Linked DNA regions of Sus scrofa: region 2 is linked to region 1. The links are chromatin contacts, called in public Hi-C maps. All regions are on one chromosome and are shown on one strand. The core of a region is the stretch at or near the end of the contact, and the rest is flanking DNA. Distances in the headings are between cores, read along the strand shown. Region 1 overlaps LOC110256538 (a long non-coding RNA gene). Region 2 overlaps COL5A1 (collagen, type V, alpha 1).

Evidence for each region. A called contact is a pair of places that touch in the nucleus more often than the background predicts.
Region 2: a Hi-C map of omental adipose tissue shows a contact between it and region 1, with 2.4 times the contacts expected there. The contact joins two enhancer-like sites. A contact is called at or near these places in 9 of 47 Hi-C or Micro-C datasets (alveolar macrophages, brain, embryonic fibroblasts and 6 more) and 2 of 2 datasets of contacts at active chromatin or transcription factors (alveolar macrophages and skeletal muscle).

What each region holds. Positions count from the first base shown.
Region 1 is chr1:273,581,684-273,588,359 of Sscrofa11.1, reverse strand. LOC110256538 (a long non-coding RNA gene) reads right to left here. Exons shown (of 2, transcript XR_002338167.1): 2 at 5,533-6,114. Among named protein-coding and RNA genes, the nearest start is that of WDR5, 25 kb to the right of the region's middle. Within about 2 kb of position 4,054, at least 16 of the 83 cell types and tissues checked have an H3K27ac peak or open chromatin away from gene starts, as enhancers often do. A contact at or near this core is called in omental adipose tissue, where this site is marked.
Region 2 is chr1:273,999,063-274,005,738 of Sscrofa11.1, reverse strand. It overlaps COL5A1 (collagen, type V, alpha 1), which reads right to left. Exons shown (of 69, transcript NM_001014971.1): 6 at 6,571-6,676; 7 at 5,846-6,082; 8 at 4,810-4,977; 9 at 4,631-4,687; 10 at 505-546; 11 at 236-298. Among named protein-coding and RNA genes, the nearest start is that of COL5A1, 68 kb to the right of the region's middle. Within about 2 kb of position 2,433, at least 18 of the 83 cell types and tissues checked have an H3K27ac peak or open chromatin away from gene starts, as enhancers often do. A contact at or near this core is called in omental adipose tissue, where this site is marked.

The sequences.
Region 1 (6,676 bases), core at 2,805-5,304:
TGCTTGGGGGGGGGGTCCAGAAGGAGCCAGGCCAGACCGCCAGCCGCATCCAGGCCTCCCCCGACCTCTACCCCCTCCCCCTCCCCCTCCCCCAGGGGACCCTCTCAGTCACGCCAGCCCCTTGCTGTTCACCAAAAGCCAGGTTAGGGCACGTGACCCAAAGGTGACCCCCCACCCCCACTCTGCCGTCGCCCACCCCGAGCTTCCTCACCGAACCAGATCACCCCTCCCTCGTGGTGCTGGGGAGGCCCGAGCCGGCCCAGAGCTGCCCCCACACCAGCTCAGGGCAAGGAGATGACCGGAGTGGGGCAGCGATGCCCCCACCTCCCTCACCGAGATGCCCAACCCCCCCAGGGTGTCCCCCAGGTGCCCCCCAAGCCTGGGACCTTGAAGTCCATGCCTGGCCCCACTGCTTCTTTCCCAATAAACTCTGCCTGCAGCTCCCAGCCTTGTCTGTCCCTGCCCACCCCCCCGATGAGTTTCCTCAGCCCCTGGAACATTCAGGAACGCAATCCAGGAAGCAGCCGCTCACTGCCAGCCCCCTGCCAGGCCCGAAGCTCCAAGAGGGTGGCCGTGGGCCTTTGGGGATGTCTTCTTGCCGGGGCCAGGGCCGGGGCAGGCAGGACACACAGTAGGACTTCAGGAAGCCCTGGTGCCCGGAATGAGGGCCTCCACAGCCGCTGCTGGGCGGAGTCCCCCATGTCTCCCAGCAGCCTGGCGAGCTGAGCACCGCTTCCGGCTCATCCACAGTGGAGAAGAAAGGCAGGGAGCGGACGGCCTCGGCCCCGGGCCCTGAGGCTCCTCCAGAGTGGGGCCAGGTGTCCAGGCACCGTGGGGTGGCCCCAGCACGATGCCCACCTTGCCGGCCTGCCCAGGGAGGAGGCGCACAGGCAGGAGAAACCAGGCAACCTTCTCACCACCCAGAGCCCGTGCCTCCACCGCCTCCACAGGGCAGCGCTTCTCAAGCCTGGGGTCTGAGGAGCCCCGGGTCCCTGGGGTGCTGTCGGCGCTGCTCCACAGTGACGGGAAGGGCTGGGGAGCAGAACTCTTTCTCTTGGGACTTCGCAGAGCCTTGAGGCTCCACTCTGGCCCTTGGAGGGAACCGTAGGCGGAACTTCCCCAAGTGTCCGGCCATGAGGGGTTTGGCTCTTGGCAGAAGTCTGGTTCCCCGCTAGAGACCGGGCGGCCTGGGCTTTACACCTCCCTGGAGCGGCCTCAAATCCCTCTCCATTCCCTTCTGGCCGGGGTCCTCTCTGAACCTCAGATTCCTCCCCTGTCCCTCGAGAAAGCCACCCCCAGGTCCCCGCGGCAGGAGTCCTGGGTGGAGCACCTGGTTGCAACCTGCCCTCGGAGGCTGGGGCAGCTTTTCGGCCCTACTGGGAGAGGGGCCGAGAGCCCGGGCCGCCCACCCCCTCCCCGGGCAGCCTGTCGGGCAGCGTTTTCTAAACCAGACTCTTCCCCGCCTCGCGTGGAAGGAGGCGTTTCGATGCCCCACGTGGAGGCTCTGTGACTGTTCCATCACCTTGAGTCCCTACCACCCCTGCCAAACTGGACCCATCAGGACCAAGAACCAGGAGGGCTGCACTCCCTCCCCGGACCGGGCTCAGGACCCCGACACGCTGTTCCAGGGCTGCGTGGGCCGGCTGAGGGGCAGGGCGACCGTCCTTTCCACGGTGCTGGAAGCGCTTGCTTTGTCCTCTGGCAGGAGTGTTTTCCGGATTCCAACCGGAAGGATGAGAGCCCACGACCCAGGGGTCACAGCCCGGCAGCCGTTCGGGAGGAGCCCAGATGCCCAGCCAGGGGCCATGGGGGTGGACGCCACGCAGGCAGGCTGGGCTGGGACGGGGGCTGCAGGGCTGACCGTGGCCCTGTGAGGAGCCGGGGGCCGAGCACCCAGCACAGGGGCCCAGACAAGGTGCGAGGCAGTGACTGGTTTAAACAGGCATCTCACACTCCTGCAACCCAGGCCTGGGCGGGCACAGGGACAGGCATTTATGGCCCCATCCCGTCCTCCCTGTCTCTCCAGCCACGGGCAGGACGCCTGGAAGGTGGACGCCCTCCCTCTTCTGTCCACAATCGGCTGCAGGAGCGAGGCTGCCTCTGGAGTCTGTGAGCAGAGCCAGGCAGCCGAGCGGCCCAAGAAACTTCTGGAGTGGAGGTGGGCCGGCTGCTAGGAACCTTAAATATGGCATCTAAGTTTCAGGATGAAAATAAAGAGCCATGAGGGGCGAGCAGCAAGTCTAGCCTGTCAGCAAAGGGACAGAGCGTTGAGTTGATGTATGCAATCCTGGCCACGGAGAGGCAGGACAAGGAAGAGCAAGAACCTAAGAGAGAGACGGAGGAAGCCCTGTGTCTGCATCCCGCCTGGTCCCCCAGCCCTGAGGCTGCCCCCCGCCCAACCGGCCCCAAGGGCCTCGGGATGCTTGCAGGGAGCTGGTCTCGGGATATTTTTATCCCAGAGGAAGGGCAGCCCCGCGCTTGGTCCACGAGGCGCTTCCTGTCCACTGGGGCCATGGGGGCCAGGACCGAACCAAAGCACCCTGGAGGCCGGCCGGCCGGTCACGCAAGAAAGACCTCCGGCCAAACGGCAACCCTGGGAACGTGCGGTCCCCTCCTGCCTCCGCACGTCCGGGGGTCAGCGGTCACCTTATTAATAGCAACCCCTGAGGAGAGGCCTCACCCCTGGAGCGTCAGCGCCCTCCCCGCAGGCTTGGCCGAGCGGCCTGAGGGTGTCCCCCGGAGCAACGGCACAGGGGACATTGCCACCCTGCCCGAAGGCTCCGCAGACACTGCAGAGGAAAAAGCAGGTCTCAGAGAGCACATTTTTCCAGCTGTCCCTTCCCCACCATCAACGTTTCATAGCCAATGAAACAGCACCAAGTCTGTACCTGGGCAGAGCAACAGGCCCCATCCTCGGAAACACCGGAGGAGGCGGGCGGGGTCACCTGGGCCCATTAATGCACAGAGAAAAGTCTGGAAAGTGAGGCACCCTCTCCAGACCCGGTCCACCCTCCCCTGAAAGCAAACCTCTAGACAGAGTCCTCTGGTGCCAGGAAGAATTGTGAGAGATGCTGAAACGGAAGGAAAAAGGAAAAAAGAAAAAGAAAAAAAAAAGACTGCTGATCCTGCCCAGGGCGCTGGTGCCTCGAGGTCATCTCAAAGCTGTCTTACCATGGGAAACGGGCAAAAATGCAAAAAATGTGCCCACGGAAATGGCTGGTTGGTAAGAGGAGGGTTATTTTGCTCCTGTGTGGGTTTTGTGTTTTTCGTTTTTTGTTTTTGTCTTTTTAGGGCTGCACCTGCAGCACAGGGAGGTTCCCAGGCAAGGGGTCGAATCAGAGCTGCAGCTGCTGGCCTGCACCACAGCCCCAGCAACACGGGATCCAACCTTGTCTGTGACCTACACAGCTCACGGCAACACAGGATCCTCAACCCGCTGAGCGAGACCAGGGATCGAACCCGCGTCCTCACAGATACGAGTTGGGTTCGTTTCTGCTGAGCCATGACAGGAACTCCTCCTGTGTGGTTTTAAATGCACATGCATAGAATAGGTGTTCTGTAATGAGAAAAGATGGACTTTTGAAAGAACCAGCACTAGAAAGTGTCCAGGCTACACCTCGATAGAGATTTTCGGCGCCGGGCACCTGTCAGGCACCCCACAGGTCCGATGCTTCCCCACGCAGCCCGCAGCACCTCTGAGTCTCCTGTGCCATCGGGGCCCAGGAGCCTGGGCTCCAGACCCCACTGTGTGTGCTGCTCTGGGGGCACCCCGTTCAGGCATCCTGGAAACGCCCGGAGCCCCGGTTTCTCCACGTGGAAAATGGGACCTTGAAGCCACCCCCACAGAGCCCTCCCTGCGAGCGGTGCCCTGAGCCCCAGCCCCAGCGGGGAGGAACCTGGGCTCATTCCCAAGGCCGCAGAGAGCCAGACTGAGCGAGGAAGGCCGGCTGTGCGTGCGGGGCTGAGCTGAGCTTTAGAGGGGAGGTGCGGGCCCTTCCCCAGCGGCTCCATCAGCAGCTCATCAGCAGCCGGGGGACCCTGAGAGGTGCAAGCCCGCCCCCTGGTGGAGGACAGGGCCCAGTTCCCCACCCACCAAGGGCTGCCTGGCAGCACAGGACGCCCAAGCCTGGGGCGCCCCTCTTCGAGGAGAGCAAAGACAAGCAAGGGGCAGGAACCCACAGCCCGGAGGGCGACCCATAGGCCATGCCAAGGCCAGCGGAACAAGAGCCTGTGGCCAGGGACATCTCAGGTGGCCGATTCCAAAGGCCCCCGTGTGGTGCGATGGCTCTTAGCCGTGGCCTAAGGCTGACCCCCTGAGACCCAGCGGCCACTGTGGAAGTCTCGTGACAGCCCCTGGAGGTTCCAGGGTCACCAAGGCCTTCCGTTCCAAAAGGCAACAAGTCCTCGGGGCTTGTCGCCGTTCCTGGGAATGTCACAGCTTCCGCCTCCCAGCCGAAACTGGAAAGGCCTTGGGGGCCAGCCAGGCAGCAGGCAGAGGCCTGTGCGCTGAAGGTAAGCGGGGCAGGGGCCAGGCTCCCGCACAGCCGCCACCATCCCCACTCATGTACCCCCAGGCCCTGCCAGTGAGCTGTGTCCTCATACAAGCCCTGCATCCGGATTTGGCTCTTGTGGCCCGACACCCCTCGCTCGGCAGGATGGGGCTGGGGTTGGGAAGAGCGTTTCCATGGAGCCCCCACCTCTGGCTCTGCCCTTCCCTGCAGGGGCCAAGAACCCCAAGCGGTAACAGCTGATGGAGCCAGGCCTGCCCCACAGACGGCTTCCTGGGACAGGGAGACGGCCATGCTGGGGGCCCAAACCGGCCTCAGACACCCTCCTGATGCCAGCATCTCTCCCCATCAGGTGCCAACTTCCCCAGAGGAAAAATCAAGCTCTCCAAAGCCACCTGTGCCTGCAGATAAGCGCACTGACTATTATTAAGGAAGATTATTCTGCTCCGAGCAATCGGATCACCGCCCGAAGTCACCCACACGGCGCTTGCTGGGTGCTTCCCGGGGCCAAAGCAGACCGAGGGACTGCTGGACGGGAGTGGGCCTGGGTTTGCGGAACCAACAAAGCTGTGCCCAGGGGGTGCCCCGGTGTGGCCAAGGACAGGGCCCTTCTGCCTCCTCTTCCTCTGCTTCCTTCCCTCCCCTGGGCCCTCCCTTCTCCCTCCCGCAGGGAGGAACCTGCACCCCACCCAGGAGCCAAGACGGATGACGAAAGGACTAAAGGACTTGCCCCCGGCCCCCAGGCCTCATTTTCCACAAACTCCACGGCCCCCCAGCAGGCTTTTCTTTAAAAAGGGGTTGGGGAAAGACTCCTCGGCTTTGTTCAACACTGAAACTGTTTGCTAAACAAGCCCACTCCCTTTTTGCCCACAAGGGGACCCCGGAGGACGCTTTGGCAGGTGCTGCTTCCTGGGCAGAAGGCGGGAGTCCTCTTCCCCATTCCCGGGGTTGCCAAATTCAGCAAACGGAAATCCAGGACAGTCTGGGAGAAATGACGAATGTGTCTCAGAATAAGCACATCCCATAAAATACTTGAGACATTTACTGTACCGGAGCTCTTCATTTATCTGGGGTTCCAATTTGTCTGCTGCCTCCCGGGTCCTTGCGCCTGGTCCTGTCAACCCTGGGGAGACATGGTAGCTGCACCCCCCGCCCCCAAGGCAGCCTGCCCCTCATCCTGCAAATCCTTCCCACACCCGTGTCCTACGGCCAAGCCCCCTGGGAGAGGTAGAGTCAGCCGCTCTCCACCCACAGCAAAGACAGGATGTCCAGACAGCGCGGCCACAAGGCTTCATGAGTGCGGATCCCTAGGCCTGACTACAGACCCCAGATGCAGACTCCACCCAGGAATCTGCATGTTGACACCAGATGGTCTGAAGTCACCCTGAAGCTTGAGAGGCCTCATCCGGGGCTCCTGAGAAGCCAGCTGCCCCTTTGCTTCAAGCCGGTGGGGCCAGGAGTTTGCAGACTCAAGAGACAAGTCCCACCTGGCCTAGCGACGATCAGGAGGTGACATCAGGGCCCCCCACACTATTTGAACGGAGTTCCCCACGCACCCAGAGGGTCCCAGGTGGTCCAAGGCAGGGCGGTTGTGCAGAAGCGCCGGCTGTGGAGCAGAACCATCCAGCATAAGCAGACCCTTGACCCTCACCCCACAGCCCGGCTCTAACCCCTTTGCTGCCCCATCGGAGGTGTGGTGTCCACACAACCACTTTGGCCTGTGTCTTCAGCTATCAAGTAGGTTGTGACGGCCCTTCCACGAGGGGATGCGAGTGTAATGGCAGGGCCTTAGTGCAGGGCCAGCAGGGCCTTGACACACACTGAGCGTGCCAGGCAGGGGGCAAGGGCAGGGCCCGTAGGAGCTGGTCCCTAGGGAGGAGTCCCAGCCGGGAAGGTCTGGGGCTACGGAGACTCGGCCACTGGGACGGCCTACGCAGGTGGACAGGGCAGTGACTGAGACAGGCAGATGCCCTTGGAGCTGCCCGCTGTCCTGAGAGGCTCTAGGGCGACACCTAGGCCTCACGCTTCACCCAGTCCCAGGTGGCTGCCTGCCTGTCTCCTGTTCAGGCCCGTGGCTCTTCTCTGCCACGATGCTCTGCAAAGTGAGCAGAGCTCTTCCATGGGCACCAGGCTAGCCCTTCACCTGTAACTAAAGGGCTGAACTGAAA
Region 2 (6,676 bases), core at 1,184-3,683, 420 kb before region 1:
TGAGTCTCACTCTCGCAGGAGCCCACTGCCCCGGCTCAGGGCCAAGAGTGGACCCCTAACTATCTAAAGAGGACGGACGCAGTAGGGGGTGGCCTGAGATGTGACGAGACTGGGGCAATGTGGGGAAGGTCGTCAGTGTGTCGCCATCACCCACACACAAGGACACGGCCAGTCCCCGGCAGGGAGGGGCCCGGACACCCGCGGAGCCCTGATCCCAGGGGCCCGGCCATCTTACCCTTTCTCCAGGGTCGCCCACTTGGCCAGTGGGACCCATCGTTCCTGGAGGTCCCGGGAGACCCTAGAATTAAAAACAAAATGAGGCAGAGGTCAAAGATGCAGCCACGGGGCAGTTCCCACCTGGCGGGGGTTCCCGCTTCCTGCGTGGTGCGGGGGTGACAAGCCGCCAGGGGCGTCTGCTCCTCTTTTCCATCCACGAGCATTAAAGGGCCTCCCTCCAGCCTGAGCACCTCCCCCAAGTCCTGGGAGATACACCCCGACACTCACCGCGGGGCCTTCTGGGCCGGGCGGCCCCTCCAAAAGCATGCCCTGGAAGAGACGGGAGAGCGTCTGAGATCCCAGGGTCCTTCCTCATCCAGAGACCCCGCGTGGGCCAGGCCCAGGGACGCCTCCAGGCTGGACGGACCAGAGGACCGGAGATCGGGCCTCTGGGGCAGCGCCCTCCGCCTGGCAGGGGTCCTGAGCAGTCTCTGTAACGGGGGCTGTGGTGCGGCCACGGCGACTCCCCCGAGCGTTTCCAGGGCAGCAAGAAGCCCACAGCAAACCAAGAGGCTTCCCTCGGAGCAGCTTCCAGAGGACAGGGAGGGCCAGGACCCCCGGTGCCACTCGGGTCCGCCTGCCCTCCGCGGGGCAAGGCCTAGGCAGGCCCTGGTGATTGCCACTGAGGGAGCCGTGGGCCCCAGGATGAGGGGCCAGAGAGGGTGGGGGGACGGCTGCGGGTGGATTGCCGGGGGACAAGAGGAGAGGGGCCCCACGGGCTGAGAGCCCCACCTGGAGAGGCTTCAGGCCCGGGGAACCTCAGGCCTGGGGAACCTTCAGGCCCAATTCCTGAGACTGCCCCTCCCCCTCCAGGCAGGCCACGCCTCACCCGCCGCCCACCCAGCAGCCCCAGAGCAAGTGGGAAAACTGCCAAATCCACTGGACCCTCGGCCATGCTCCCCTCCCAGGCCCTTCCCGGGCTGGGACGAGGTCCCCCAGACCTGACCATTGCCCCCCAAATAGGGACAAGGCCCCCCGCCCCATCAGCCTCCGTCCCTGCGTGGGTCTCCTCTCTGCTGTGAGGTCAATGCCAACGTCAGGCAGGCCCCGGCATCCCGGGTGTTCTGTGCCCACTCGGGGGTATGAGGGGCTGCACGGCCCCACGGGGGTCTGCAGGCTGAGAGTGGGGGGTGGAGGGCGCTGGAGGACAGGCGCGGGGCGGGCTTCAGCCACACGTGGGGCCACTGGGCACAGTGACACCTCCCTCCCCGCAATGTCCTGCGCTGCTGGGACCCCTCGGGCCTGCAGCCGGCCTCCCCCCGCTGCCCCGGAACAAGGCCAGGGCAGGGGCCGATCAAGGCCGGGTTTTTCTTCGAAGCGGAAACCAGGAACCGCTTCCTGGGGCACGAGGTCAGCACAGGGGGCGGCCAGCCGGCCGGGGGGACAGCGGGTCCCAGGGCTGCCGCGTCCCTCCCGCCCCTGCCGGGGCTGCCCAGCGGCAGGGAGGAGCACCCTGTGTTTACACAGATGTGCGCTCGGAGAAATGTTTGCAGGCGCGTTGCACACAGACAGCTCATCCCACAGCCTCCCACGACAGCTTCCCTGTTTCCTTCTCCACGCAGGCAGCTGAGGGGGCTCGGGGCCGAGCGGGGATGAGGACAGGAGCCCAGGCCCTGCGGGCTGCAGGACACCGCAGCTGTTTCCGGGACATGCCAAGGGCCATCGTCGGGGAGCCGGGGCCTCAGTGGGCTCGCGTGGGAGGACCGCCCTGGGCCGGCTGGGGGAAGGCTGCGGGGCCACCGGGCAAACGAGCAGGTTGAGGCCACCACCCCACCGAGGACCGGTCCTGTGACACGGGAGCCACGCCCTCCTGCTCCAGCCCTGCTCCCCCTCCCTGACCGGGGTGTCAGGCCTCCGCCTTTGGCCGAGCTCGAAACAGCTCTTAACGGTGGATGTCTATGCACCTCCCTCATGATGAAACCCTGAACGTGGAGACTGCTGGTCCCCGAGGGCCTGGGGCAGCCGGATCCGATGAGCCCGAATCCGCTCAGCTGAGGGGTTCCTGTCCTTTCAAGGAGCCCCCGAGGCTGCCGAGCCGCTACAGAGGGAGGGTACCGGATCTGAGTGGGAAAGAGCCCCCACCCCTGGGGTGGGCGGAGACAAGGAGCCGGTTTCAGTGAGTGACACACCCGAGGGCGAGTGGCTGCGCAGGTGGGAGGGGAAACAGCCCCCCCCCCCCTCCACGGGCCTGGACACCGGCCGCAGCCGTGAGACCCCGTCGGCCACCTCCCAGGACGCGGCCATCTGTTGATGAGGAACTAAGACTTTGAGGACAGCTGGCGACACTCCAGGTTGAGAAATTCCAAGTGTTTACACCATCTCCCCAGGGGGACCAGCCTCGGCCCCGCAGACGCTCCGAGCAGGCTGGGGGCTGGGCGGGAGCAAACGCCAGGACCCGAGGGGGCGGGCAGCGTCCCTAACCACATCCAGATGGCTGGCTTTTCCCCCAGCGAAGACGGAGTGGATTCTAGGGACACGCTGTTTGCATTGGACGGCCTGGGCGTGTTCAGCCCTCACCAGCGGTGCCTGGTGCAGCCGGGCAGCTGGACTCCCTGGGTGCCGCCTCCACCCCCAGCCCCGACCTGGGGTGTCCAGCTGCCATGAGTTTTGCACAGGGTCAGCCCAGACTGGGGGACGTGTGAATGGGAAGCTCAGCCAGACCTAGGTGCTGCCAGGCCTCCCAGAGCTGGGACCCAACCCGGGACCCCACAGAGCCCGGCTCCTGTCTGCCTGGGGCTCCCACTCCTCCTGGACGAGAGGCCCCTTTCACTGTGGCCACGGGGACGCTACGGAGGACACCCAAGTCCACGGCCAGGTCAAGGCCATCTGGGTCGTGCTCCACGCACGGCTGGACCACGGAAGCCACAGCAGGGGTGGCCCACCTCCTGGCATACCCCCAGCCCTGCAAGACGGGAGGGGGTCCTGGGCAGCCCGTCCCTTAGGGGAGGCTCCAACCAGCGCTGGCTGCCTGCCCCTCCCTGGGGTGGCCTTTCTCCCTGCACCTGCACTTGTCAGGATTTTTCATGTCGCTGAGCAAGGGGCCCCCTGGTACCCATGCCCGCCTCCCTTTGGCACCTCTGTCCCTTCCCCAAACCCCATCCTTCAGCCTCAGACAGGCCCTGCATCCCGTGGACCTTCAGGGAGCAGGGAAAGGGGATGTTCTCATCCGAGCAAAAGACGCGTGTGCCCAGTGACCGCAGCCCAGGAGAAAAAGATGAGCCACAGCCCTGAGACAGGCCAGGGGAGTGGGGGGCCGAGCAGGACGGTCATCTAGTCACCCCCCATCTTGTCTGCCATGGCCACGGGCTCTAAGGGAGATAAGGTTCCAAAGAAACCTTCCCAGCCCACTGGAGGGGTGGGGGCCCCTCCATCCCGCCTCCTGGGGGCCCACGATCAGAAGACCCTGGAGCCGCCACGTCACATTCTGGCTCAGCCACTGGGAACCGAGTGCTGGCAGTGGAAGCCGGGGCCCAGCCCAGCCTCGTGACCGGTCGAGGGGCAGGACACTGGCCTCCTCCCTCCGGCTCTTAGAGGACGTGGCAGGGGCGGACCTTGGCAGCCGGCCTCCCCACTCTGGTGTCCAGGGCCGCTTCCCAGCCCACAGCCGTGCCCACCACGAGCAGTCCCAGGGGGCCCGCTCCAGGCGATTAATCGCCTGGCACCTCGCCCACCCCAGTTAGGGCCCTGACCTGGGCAGCCCTCGGGCCACGGGGTGGGCCCTGGAGGGCCCAGCGGGAGCAGCTCCCTGCAGGCAGGGGACGTGCCGACACAGAGGAGGGCCCCGCCAACACCCACGAACCCACTCCTTGCACACGGGACCTCTTGGCTGTGGTCCCAGCGGTCGGAGTCATCAAGGGTCACTAACTTGCCCGTGGCCCATCACCTGGCTCAGTGAAGTGCCGCTCAAGCGCCGTTTGAGCTGACAAGCAGGTTTCCGTTCCCCGTCCGCAGCAGCAACACGGCTGCAGAGCCAGCGCGGAGAGGCGGGTCCGACTACGGCTCTTGCCTCAGACCCGCAGCTCCGGGTCCACGTTCAGCCGGCGGACCCTCCACCCTCCAGGGCCCTGCCTCCCAGAAGCTGAGTCTCTTTTCATCGAGAAGAAATGCATGCACGGTGACGTGCCCAGCTCTTAGGTGGACACGGCACAGGGTCCTGACCCACAGGAACCCGGGCTGCCCAGCCGAGGTCCAGAGCCCTCCCCCTGCTGGGGGGCTTCAGCAGCAGCAGGCGCGTCCTTGCGGTGGCCCTGGGCAGAAAGGGGTCCAGCATCTGGCCATGTCCTGCCCAACCCGCCACGTGCCCCGAGCTGCGACCCCCACCCCCCCGGCCGGTTAAGATAAGAAAGCGCCTTACGGGTTCGATGATGGCGGGCTCTCCTTTTTGTCCTTTCTCGCCCCGCGGTCCTCCCATCTGGAGTTTGAAAGACGTGGCGAGGAGAGGGAGAGAAGGAAGAAGGCGGCAGTTACCCCACGGCCACAGCACCCCAGGGGCCCCGCCCGAGGGCCCGGGAAGGTGCCCTCCGAGGCGCTCACCCCTTCGTAGATGGTGTCCTGGTTGGCGGGCATCCCGGGCCCGATCTCCGACGGGGCGATGGTGGGGTCATAGTACGGGTCGTAGTAGCTCTCGTCCGGGTTCTTGATGGTCTCTTCCGTGAACTCCGTGTCCAAGTCGTCCAGCCCTTCCTCCGGAGGCGGAGCCGGCTGAGGGGGAGGCCGGCAGGCATCAGCGCCAGGTAACGGGGCGGCACAGGCCCCCAGCCCGGGGACTCCCAGGTCACAGGACACGGGGAGCCTGGAGGGGCCCTTGCTGGGGGGCACCTTCCACCTTCTCGTGACAGGGAAACCCACCCCCAAACCCCAAGATGCCTTGGCAAACCAGGGCTGCTGGGGGTGGCCATGCCGTGCCAGGCTGCCCCAGGCTCTTGGGGAAGTCGGGGCCTCCAGGGGCTCCCCCCTAAGCTCGGGGTCTCAGGACAACATGCCCCTAACCCGATGCCCGCTGGCAGAGAGATCCAAGGCCGTGAGAAGCCCTGCGTCTGCTCTGGGGCCACAAGGAATTCAGCATCAGCCATTTGCAAGGCTTCGCTATGTGCCACGGGCTCTGCTCAACTCTCTAATCTGGAGACCTGGCCATGACCCCAAGAGGCAGGCATGTCCCTCGTGTAAAGGGGGAGTCACGGATGTCCAGGGAGATGCCAAGTCAGGGCCGCCTGACGAGAAAGCCCACGGCTGTGCCCAGCACCCCTCGGCCTCGTGTGCCAGCTGCCCGCCCAGAGCCCCAGCCGTGTGCCCATCCAGCCTGCCCTCTCCCAGGCCACAGTGAGGACACCGCGAATGCAGGTCCTCACCCACCTGCACCCAAACCCCAGAGACCTGGGCGAGGCCCACGCCACCCATGTTGCCGGTGACGAACTAACACGAAGATCCCCTGGGCAAGTTCGAGATTCCAAACTCGGGGGCAGCATTTAAGCCAGCCCAGGGCCGAGGGCCGCAGGGCGGGGGCGGGGGCGGGGAGCGGGGTGGGGAGCAGGGTGGCCCCGCCCCCGCCCGGACCCAGTCGCTCAATTACGTTGGAGGCGTTGGAGGTGAGGACGGTGCTGGTGGGGACCTCGGCCCGGGCGCCCTGGTCGGGGTTCTCGTCGGGGCCCTCGAGGCCGTCGCCGTAGTTGAGGTCCTCGTACGGGGGCGGCGTGTAGTAGTCCTCGCTGGGCACGTAGTCGTAGTCCCCGAGGCCGGGGTCCTCCTCCTTCCCGGCCGCCTCGCTGGTGTCGGGCACCGGCGCGCTGGTGGGGGGCTGGGTCTGCTCCTGGAAACCGGCGGACACGCGGCGTCAGGGGGCAGCCGGTGCGCCAGGGACCAGGGCAGGGGTTTCCCCTGCGGCTTGAGAGGCAGGCCGACCCATCGGACAAGCGAACCCCGAGGATCCGGGCACAGGGGCCGCCGGGGTCTGGGGAGTGCTGTGACGCCAAACCCCAGAACGGGGCACTTGAACTGGGTCCAGGCATCTCCAAATTGGTGCGAGAGCCAGACCTTCCAGAGTCTTAGAGCAACGTGGGCTGGGGTCCCGTCCACCCTGGGGGAGCGGGTGGTGTTCCTTCACAGGCATGTCCCTGGTGTCCCCTGGCACCGAGGAAAGCCCCCTGCCCCACACCCCCCGTAAGGACAAAGCGCACACGGCCTCCCATCCCTTCTCTGCCACTGCCCAGTCTCCAAGTGGCCCCCGTGCCCCCTGCAGCCCCTCCATCCTCCCCCCACCATGCCGCGCCCTCCGGGGCCAGCGCCACCCAGCCAGACCTCGGCCACCTCCGTGGTCTCTCGGGCAGCTTCCACGGGCGTCTTGGTGGGGCTGGGCTCCTTGCCCACGTCGTCCGTGTCCTCGTAGTAGGGGTACTCGTAGTAG